2 separate regions of the Sus scrofa genome follow, and region 2 is linked to region 1. A link is a contact called in public Hi-C data. All regions are on one chromosome and are shown on one strand. The core of a region is the stretch at or near the end of the contact, and the rest is flanking DNA. Distances in the headings are between cores, read along the strand shown. Region 1 overlaps FAM114A1 (protein NOXP20). Region 2 overlaps WDR19 (WD repeat-containing protein 19).

The links. A called contact is a pair of places that touch in the nucleus more often than the background predicts.
Region 2: a Hi-C map of liver shows a contact between it and region 1, with 9 times the contacts expected there. The contact joins two enhancer-like sites. A contact is called at or near these places in 3 of 47 Hi-C or Micro-C datasets (liver and mesenteric adipose tissue).

Annotation. Positions count from the first base shown.
Region 1 is chr8:30,239,136-30,244,338 of Sscrofa11.1, reverse strand. FAM114A1 (protein NOXP20) reads right to left here. Exons shown (of 15, transcript XM_003128921.6): 7 at 4,137-4,289. Among named protein-coding and RNA genes, the nearest start is that of MIR574, 49 kb to the right of the region's middle. Within about 2 kb of position 3,033, at least 5 of the 83 cell types and tissues checked have an H3K27ac peak or open chromatin away from gene starts, as enhancers often do. A contact at or near this core is called in liver, where this site is marked.
Region 2 is chr8:30,504,167-30,509,369 of Sscrofa11.1, reverse strand. It overlaps WDR19 (WD repeat-containing protein 19), which reads right to left. Exons shown (of 37, transcript XM_021101110.1): 18 at 1,840-1,999; 19 at 1,532-1,642. Among named protein-coding and RNA genes, the nearest start is that of WDR19, 53 kb to the right of the region's middle. Within about 2 kb of position 2,504, at least 2 of the 83 cell types and tissues checked have an H3K27ac peak or open chromatin away from gene starts, as enhancers often do. A contact at or near this core is called in liver, where this site is marked.

The sequences.
Region 1 (5,203 bases), core at 1,784-4,283:
AGCTAGACCTTCAATGCAACCAACCACAGTGGAATGTCTTTCTATCACCATGATAGCTTTGAGAGGCTATGCTCCCATATAATATTTTCAATATTAAATAACAAATATATACATACATATATATGAAATGTAAGAATGCATATAAAAATAAAGTGTCATCAACTTACATATGCACCTTCATTTCCATGTATAAAATGACAGCTAATGCTTATCAGCTGCTTATTTTTTTTGGCTTTTGTCTTTTTAGGGCCGCACCTGCAGCATATGAAGGTTCCCAGGCTAGGGGCCGAATCGGAGCTACATCTGCTGGCCTACACCACAGCCACAGCAATGTGGGATCTGAGCCACTTCTGCGACCTACACCACAGCTCATGGAAACACTAGATCCTTAACCCACTGAGTGAGGCCAGGGATCGAACCCGTGTCCTCATGGATGCTAGTTGGGTTTGTTAACTGCTGAGCCATGACGGGAACTCGCCTGGCTGCTTATTATGTATTAGGCATGCTGCAATTGGCTTCATATAAATGATCTCCTTTAACTCTTTTAATAATTTTATGAAGTAGATTATTGTTATTCCCATTTTATAAACAGGAAAATTGAGGTAAGACAGATCCAAAATCATACAGCTACTGAGTGGTATTGATCACATAATATCTGACCCCAAACTCTGCTTTTGTAGGGAAAAAATTGTGCTTCAGTAGAAAACTGCATTTTCTAGAACACACTTTACCAGATTATCAGATTTTGACTTCATGGGAGTAATTTTATAACTCTGCAAATTTAGATAGCATTGCAAAATAATTCTTGTTCATCTACAGACATGTGAATGAATTTTACCCAGTGGAGGGAAAACCTTCCCTCCCATGGAATAACCAGGTTTGGGTCTATTTGCACCTTCATTTCAAAATTGCTTTTTTCCATATAATTTGTGCTTCTTTAGTTTTTCCTTTAAACTGATTATAACATCTGTCTGGAAGTGTGGTACTGGTACCAAAACAGACATACAGACCAATGGAACAGAATAGAGAACCCAGAAATAAATCCAGACAGCTATGGTCAATTACTCTTTGACAAAGGAGGCAAGAACATAAAATGGGGAAAAGACAGTCTTTTTAGCAAGTATTGCTGGGAAAACTGGACAGCTACATGCAAATCAATGAAACTAGAACACACCCTCACATCATGCACCAAAATAAACTCAAAATGGCTTGAAGACTTAAATATAAGACAAGACATCATCAAACTCCTGGAAGAGAACATAGGCAAAATATTCTCTGACATCAGCCTTATGAATATTTTCTCAGGTCAGTCTCCCAAAGTAATAGAAATAAGAGCAAAAATAAACCAATGGGACCTAATCAAACTGAAAGCTTTTGCACAGCAAAGGAAATCAAAAAGAAACAAAAAGACAACTTACAGAATGGGAGAAAATGGTTTCAAATGATGCAACTGACAAGGGCTTAATCTCTAAAATATACAGTCAACTTATACAACTCAACAGCAAAAAAAGCCAATAACCCAATGGAAAAATGGGCAAAAGACCTGAATAGACATTTCTCCAAAGAAGATATACAGATGGCCAACAAGCACATGAAAAAATGCTCAACATCCCTGATTATAAGAGAAATGCAAATCAAAACTACCATGAGATACCACCTCACACCAGTCAGAATGGCCATCATTAATAAGTCCACAAATAACAAGTGCTGGAGGGGCTGTGGAGAAAAGGGAACCCTCCTGCACTGTTGGTGGGAATGGAAACTGGTACAACCACTATGGAGAACAGTATGGAGGGACCTTAGAAATCTATACACAGAACTACCATATGACCCAGCAATCCTACTCTTGGGAATATATCCGGACAAAACTTTCCTTGAAGAAGACACATGCACCCACATGTTCATTGCAGCACTATTCACAATAGCCAAGACATGGAAACAACCCAAATGTCCATTGACAGATGACTGGAGTAGGAAGATGTGGTTTATATACACAATGGAATACCACTCAGCCATAAAAAAGAACAAAATAATGCCATTTGCAGCAACATGGATGGAACTAGAAACTCTCATCCTGAGTGAAGTAAGTCAGAAAGACAAATACCATATGATATCACTTATATCTGGAATCTAATACACAGCACAAATGAACCTTTCCACAGAAAAGAAAATCATGGACTTGGAGAATAGACTTGTGGTTGCCAAGGGAGAGAAGGAGGAAGTGGGATGGATTGGGAGCTTAGGGTTGATAGATGCAGACTACTGCCTTTGGAATGGATTAGCAATGAGATCCTGTTGTGTAGCACTGGGAACTATGTCTAGTCACTTATAATGGAGCATGAGAATGTGTGGAAATAGAATGTGTACATGTGTGTGTAACCGGGTCACCGTGCTGTACAGTAGAAGGAAAAATAATGTATTGGGGAAATTAAAAAAAAATTGAACAACAACAAAATAACATCTGTCTGGGAATTCCCGCTGTGGTGTAGTAGGTTAAAAATTCAGCCTTGCTGCAGCTGTGGCATAGGTTGCAGCTGCGGTTCAGATTCCATCCTTGGCCTGGAAATGTCCATGCTATGAGTGTGGCAAAAACAAAACCAAACAACAAAAATCTGCCTTTTTTTCCATTTAATTAAGGAATGAAATAAATTCTTTGATTTGTGTTCATGCGATATCTGTATGAGCCATGATTTTGCTTTAAAAAAATTATTGGTTAACAGTCTAACCACAACACTGTCAATGATGGCTTATGGATAACAAAAAAGGAAACATACTTAGTTCCTTGTAACTCTATAAGCTTGTGGGTGTGCCTGTGTCCATCATGTTGGGTCTTGGTTGTCTGCAATATGGCAGAGGTCACCTTTCGCTGACTAGGTGGGCTTAAGAATGTCTCAAACCCCTCAAAGTCCAACCAGAAGAGGGCAAAGCCTAGGGAGAGTCAAAAAATCACTGTTCCCTTCTAAGGCTCACTTCCAAGTTCAGCTTCCTGCCTGAGGACCTGCCTTCCCCAGTGACTGTCACTGGGATGGCCCACGGCTCCCCCCAGGAAGTCCAGAGGGACTGTCCTTTGGCCTCTCCTGGAAAAACACCCCAGGGTACAGTCAGCCTGACCTTCACACAAAGGAACTGTATATACAATTAATGGGTTAGTAGCTTTGAAGTGCTTTGATTAGTGATTATATAAAGAGCCATATAAGTGTTTGCTCAATAAAGACACATATACAATTGAGACACACACACAGAAACTTGAAAAAACAAAGAAGTCACCAACCCTGCTGATTTCGGCTTTTCATGTTTTGTGTTCTTGGGATCATAGCAGGAGAGCGAGAAGGTGTAGGGCCGGGAGGTAGTTTCCCAGAGTCGTGTTCAGGAGCATTGCAAAACAGAACTTTAACCCCCGGTAAGATAACCCTGCCCTCTGTGGCCCAGGCATTCCAGCAAATGGGTGAATAAATAACCCCATCGCCCAGAAAACTAAATATAGTAAAAGCTTGTGGTCTGAGCTGCTTTTTTTCCACTGGGTAGGAATGAAGAAGTGTCCTGGTAGGTCCCCTCTGATCTGGGTACCATGTCACCAAAGGGAGGCACAGGCCAGGCACTGACGGCCAGGTGTTTGAGCAGCCTTTGCACTGTGAGCGGGATTAGTGATGATTCCTATGGTGCTGGCCCTCTTGGGGCTGATGAGAGGGAACAGCTTGGCACAGGACAGAGATGAAATACTATGGAGCCCGAAGGGGTCATCAGGCTGTAGAGTACTGGTGACCTCAGCACCTAAAAATGAAATATTTTAGGAGCTCCTGTTATGGCTCAGTGGAAACGAATCTGACTAGCATCCATGAGGTCGCGGGTTCGATTCCTGACCTCGTTCAGTGGGTTAAGGATCAGGCATTGCCGTCAGCTGTGGTGTGACTCGGCTCAGAGCCCACATTGCTGTGGCTCTTGTGTAGGCTGGTGGCTACAGATCCAATTTGGCCCCTAGCCTGGGAACCTCCATATGCTGTGGGTGTGGCCCTAAAAAGACAAAAAGATTTTTTGAAAATTAAAAAAAAATGAGATATTTTAATCACAGATTTTCTTTCATGTTTAAGAAAACACATTCGTGAACATGCTACTTCCAATGGCTGGGACAGTCATACCTTGCCTTCACTTTCATTGGACAGGATTTCCAGGGCTTCCAGGTGTGACAAACCTTGATACTCATCAAACAGCATCCCATAGTGCGCGGTCCTCTCGGCTGTGAGCTGCTGGGCCAGCCTCTGCTTCTCCTTCTCCTTGGCTTCCCGCAGCATCTGCACAAATATGCAATGTTTGCACATGAGATGGACGCTTCAAAGCCCCATTTTCTGTGCAAGATGTAGGAGGAGATGAGCCCTGACTTGGTACTTATGAAGAGTACATTCGAGTCACTTTGGAGTTTCTAAAAAAGGATTTGTGATTGATTTTACTCAAAAAATTTTACATAATATTCTACTGTGAATTTTTCCTGCTCATATGTACATAACAAACAAAGCAAAAATGCTATGCCCAAGAACAGAACTGGAAAGAAGCAGAGCAAAAGCTGAACAGTGGTTTCCACAGAAGTGTTTTCCACATGCGTGATTAATCTTATTTTTTAAAATATCCAAATTTTCTAACACGAGCAAGTTGTGTACCCTGGGAAATGTGAATCTATTGTGACGGGGTTAATTATAACGTGTGCACCTAGGCAGACTTCAAAGCAAAAATAAGCTGGTCTGATTTTATCTGAGTTATTTAAAAACTTGTATGTGTCTGGTTATTAAACATCTTTGATGAAAACAATTAATAAAATATAAACTCCAACTATTTAATATTTAATGTAAATAAGAATGCTGACTTCTCAGGTCTTAGACACATTTTGAGAGCTATGACTGGGAACTGAATCCTCTCCAGGTTGATCATTTTTCTCCAGTTATTTTTCTGCTGATTCAATAATAAGACAATAAAAGGAACACAAGTCCACCAGTTACTCCTAATTTCCTGCATTTGCTTTGATTCTAAGCATCTTTTACTCAATTCCTCACCAAGGTGGCTGTGGCATTCAGTTTATAAGATTCTTTAATAGGAGTTCCTGTCGTGGCGCAGTGGTTAATGAATCCGACTGGGAACCATGAGGTTGCGGGTTCGGTCCCTGCCCTTGCTCAGTGGGTTAACGATCCAGCGTTGCCATGAGCTGTGGTGTAGG
Region 2 (5,203 bases), core at 1,255-3,754, 270 kb before region 1:
CAATTCCACAGACTAACTCACCATTAAAGAGTAAACCATTAGTCTTTGGGGCTTCACTCCCGGATTGAGTCACCCTTTGCGAAGAATGAACACTGGTTAACGTTTTACCAGTGCTAGTTTCTGCCAGAGTCTGTTCTAAGACAGGAGCCTACTGGCTTTTCACAACCAGGCCTTTTGTAATGAGCTGTTCTTGTGTCCATTTTAGAGATCCAGACACTGAGGTAAAGAGCCTCGTTCTGTACATGAGGTCACCTTGTTTGTGTGTGTGGCAGGGCTGCCAGTCGGGCTTTGCCTCTGACCTCTTTACCCACCTAACTTGTCGGCCTTCAAAGTGAGGTTCAAGGAACGACAGGGTCCAATCACCTCTCCCGCTGTGAAGCTGTCCCCTCAAGTCCCTTACAAATCCAGCAGCACGTGGCAAGTGTCCACAGCCAGTGCAGAAGGGCTAAGGGGACCTGATTCCCCTCAAGTCTCCCTCCCCCAGGGCAGCCGTGTTCCTCCTGTGTGCACCCGGCCAGCTCAGAAAATTCCAGGGCGCCCCCTCAAATGATACTGGAACATCATCTCAACTTTCTTCTTAAAATGCATTTAGTTCCCTTAAAATTTAAAAATGAAAATCTGCCATAGAACAATTTAAAAAAGAGAAACGTGAGGTGAGGAGCACACACGCTTTCCTCTAGGCAGCTGTGGAAATGCTGCCCGAGGTGGAACAAGGTGAGTGACCACGGCCACCATCGCTGGGTCTTCACAGGCCATCAGGAGCTGATCTAAGAGAGCGCATCTCATTCTGAAATCCTCACAACAACCTTGTGGGTTAGATACTGTTACCCCTCCTTTATTTATTTATTTACTTTTTAATCTTTTAAGGCCACACCCGCTGCATGTGGAGGTTCCCAGGCTAGGGGTCCAACGGAGCTGGACGCCAGAGCCACAGTAATGCCAGATCCGAGCCCTGTCTGCGACCCACACCATAGCTCACGGCAGTGCCGGATCCTTAACCCACTGAGGGAGGTCAGGGATCGAACCTGCATCCCTTATGGATGCCAGTCAGATCCATTTCCACTGAGCCACAACAGGAACTCCTTGTTACCCCTCCTTTAAATGGGATCCAGAGCACAGAAAGATGGACTCACTCATCCGAGGCTACACCGAGTTGGGATTTGGGATTTGAACCCAGACATGCCCAATGCTGAAGTCCACGTTCTGATCTGCTACCGCACCCCACCCCTGCGCCCCGCCTCGGTGCTCCTCTTCCCTGCCTGTGCGAGGTCCTCCCCTCGGTCGGGTCCTTCTCCTGCATCCCTCACCCCGAGGAAACTGGTAGTGATACACAGGCCTCTCTTCATGCACAAGAGAATTTTACACAATAAATAAAACACAAATGCACCTCAGTTTTCCCCTTTGGAAAACAGAGAAAGTGACAGTCTGAATTCGAAAAGGAGGGAGGCACATGGTGTTTGGCGCAGAGAGATCTGAACTCCAGAAAAGGGGAGACCTCTTCGCACGTCCCTCCCCGCATTTGCTGCCATACCTCCAGGGCGGCCACGGGGCAGCTGGATGCCAAGTACAGGTCCTGAGCCAGGTTGAAATCACTAGTAAACATGGCAAGATGTCCTGCCAAGAGATGACAGTCCTCTATTCCCTGCAAACAAGAGCAGTCTTAATGAGAAGACATACCACGGTTTGGTTTTTATTTAAGCACTGGGCTTAGGAGGCAGGGGCAGTGGTCCATTAGGGAACCCATCTAGGAGGTACGTCAGATGAACTGCAGAGATTTTAAATATCTGGCTAAATACCATTTGAATGCTCATCTGATAATTCCCATACGATGCTGTTTACCTTTATCTGTTCCAAGGACATGACCATGCCAACGTTTCCGATTGTCCGATACACGCGGATGGCAAACTCTACTTCCATGTGGTATAGACAAGCTCGGGCCAACTCATTCCAGGCGGCATGATCATTCAGAATCTTGCAGACTTCCCAAGCATCAGGAAACCTAGCATATGAGTATATAAGCTTAGTCAGGGAGCTCTATTTTGCCCCCTCTTAGGCAATTTTCAGATTATGTACAATTGTAATGTTGTGCTCTAGATAAATTTTGCAAAAACATTCCTTAATTTTTAATTGTCACTTCCAGGTTATGAAAAACTACCTAAGCTTTCTTTTTTGTGCAGATGTTTTTTTCTTGAATTTCTCGTAACTACTGAAATCCACTCTGTGTAACCGCCTTACCTCATCAGCAACCAATTCTATTTACTCATTTATTTGTTGGTTTACGTCACACAGAGAAAAAAATTACTCCTGTTCTCATATAAGTCTCATAAAATTAGTACTCTATTCCACAGATTTGGAAATTTGAAACGAAGATCAACCAATTATAGCCTGTGGGCCAAATCTAGTCAGCTGCTTGTTTCTGGAAGTAAAGCCTGAGTGGAACACAGCCACTCACCCATCCCCTCTTCACGGCTGGTCTTGCACTACAACAGCTGACCTGAGTAGCTGTGATTGACCTTAAAGCCTGAAACACCCTTTGGACCATAACATGAAAAGCTTGCTGACCTCTGGTGTAAAATGTAACCACAGGAGTTCCCCTTGTGGCACAGTGGAAAAGAATCTGACTAGGAACCCTGAGGTTGCGGGTTCAATCCCTGGCCTCGCTCAGTGGGTTAAGGATCCAGCGTTGCCATGGGCTGTGGTGTGGGTCACAGACACAGCTCGGATCCTGCACTGCTGTGGCTGGCAGCTATAGCTCTGATTCAACCTCTACCCTGGGAACCTCCATATGCCGCGGGTATGGCCCTAAAAAGCAAATAATAAAATGAAATAAAATAAAACATAACCATAAATGGAACCCCTACATTAATGACTATACTACCCTTCCCTGTCTGTTCACTGATGCAAATTTCCATCCAACACACTCACTGAGCATCATCTGGTGCCAGGAACTGGGCCTGGACCCAAGATGTAAAGTCAAAAGCAGTCACTGTCCTTTAGGTGGTTGTACTTGGGGAAGGTGGAAGAGACAGGTAAGTGAACAAATGACTATGACAGGGTATGGCAGAGGTGACAGAGGGCCTACAACATGTGAACCTTTGTGCTAAGCGCTTTGCACACATTCTCTCATTGGATCACCCTAACAACCCTATCTACTAGTTATTATTATTTCTCCTTTATAGGTGATCAAAGTGAGGCCTCAAAAGACCAGCCTGAGTCACGAGTGGTAAGAGGTAAGAGGCTCTAAACCACCCTGCATGCTGGATCCGGGCTCCGAGGCAACACTTCAAAAAGGCCCCAACCCACAGTGCCAGTGGCCGGGCTCGGGGAAGCCTTCCTGCAGCAGCAGAGGGCTCTGCTGCTGGCAGAGGGTGAGGCATTACCCCCACGAACAGAGACAGGGAGGGGCGGTCCAGGACCAGAACACGGCACGTGCCAAGGTAGGAGATCATGAAACATACTGAGTTCCAGCAGCTGGTGAACAGAGAGGAGTGGAGGGGACGGCCGAGGCTGCTATTAAATCAAGTGAGCGGTGTGCCATGCAGGTCCCCAAAGAAGTGGGGGTTTCTTCCTAAAGGCAATGGGAAGTCACTGAAAGATCTTTGGCAGGGAAATAAGTGGATCAGACTCACATTTTTGAAAGTGTGTGGAGAATGGGTTAGCTTGTCATGGGTCTCCCAGTGGAGAGCAGTCAGGAAGGGGTTCTGTCATACGTGGCTCCACGCGAGGGCCGGAGTCAAGGAGTATCAGAGCGGAAAAGGATCTGGGGTGTGTGTGCGCAGGTGTGTGTGTAGGTGCAGAGTATGTGTATGTGCAGGTGCGTGTATGTATGTGTGTGGATGCCGGTGTGTGTGTAGGTGTAGTGTATGTATGTGTCGGGGTAGGTGTGTGTGGGTGTAGGTATAGGTGTGCATGTTTGGGCATGTGCACCATGTGATTAAGGGAGGGGAGAAGAGGAGGCTGGGGCAGATTTTTTTTTTTGTGTGTGTGTGTGTGTGTGTCTTTTTGCCTTTTCTAGGGCCACTCCTGCGGCAAATGAAGGTTCCCAGGCTAGGGGTCGAATCGGAGCTGTAGCTGCCGGCCTACACCACAGACGGCCACAGCAACTCTGGATCTGAGCCACGTCTGGGACCTACACCACAGCTCAGGGCAACGCTGGCTCCTTGACCCACTGAGTGGGGCCAGGAATTGAACCAGCATCCTCTTGGATACTAGTTGGGTTCACTACTGCTGAGCCACAACGGGAACTCTGATAAGTTGTTTTAATCAGGGCAAGTTTGAGCAACTCATGGACTTGCAACTGCATGTGACTGGGAGGCAGTGGGAAATACAGGTTTAAGTCAAGGACACACATTTTGGGCTCAGCCTTGTATAGATGGCATTGAGGCCATCTTTGGGGAGATTCACTCAGGAAGAATGACTAGAGTGAGAAGAAAGGGGTTCAAGGTACCGTGAAGAAGAGCAACATTTAAGAGAGGATGGTCAGAAGAATTAGAACCACAAAGGAATTCACAGCGGCCCTCAGAGGTAAGAGGAAAAAGCAGGAAAAGGAAGGCTCAAGTAAAGTAAAATCGAAATTTCTTAGGATGAAATTAAGACAGTTTTGAAATAATTGGGTGTATTCGAGTTTCACAATAACTGTGCTATTTGGGTGATGAGAAACCTCTTTGTTCTGAAGGACTTTTCTTGGAATAAAGCATCTATGACACAAAAGGACTTCCTTCAGAATTTACATACATTCTCATATTCATCATCTTATCTGAGCCTCACAAGAATCCTACGAAGTAAATGAGGTAAGTACTATTACTTCCATCTATTCTAATAGGATTTGACCTTTAAAAAATCATCAAAGCAAATGAGAAGCCCCATGAGAATTTTTTTTTTTTTTTTTTTTTTTTTTTTGCCATTTGAAGCAACAGGAGTGGACTTGGGAGGGTATTATGGTAAGTGAAATAAGTCAGAAAAAGACAAATACTATATGATATTATGTGGACTCTAAAAAAAAATGCAACAAACTGGTGAATAAAACAAAAAAGAAGCAGGCTCCCTGGGAATGAACTGATGGTTACCAGGGGGGAGGGCAAAATAGAGGAAGGAGGAAAAAAAGGATCATTATCGGGATTAGATGAAATCATGTTTGTGAACCTCTTGACAACTGTAAAGCACTACAGAATTTAAAGCATCTTTCACTCAATTAAAAAAATTT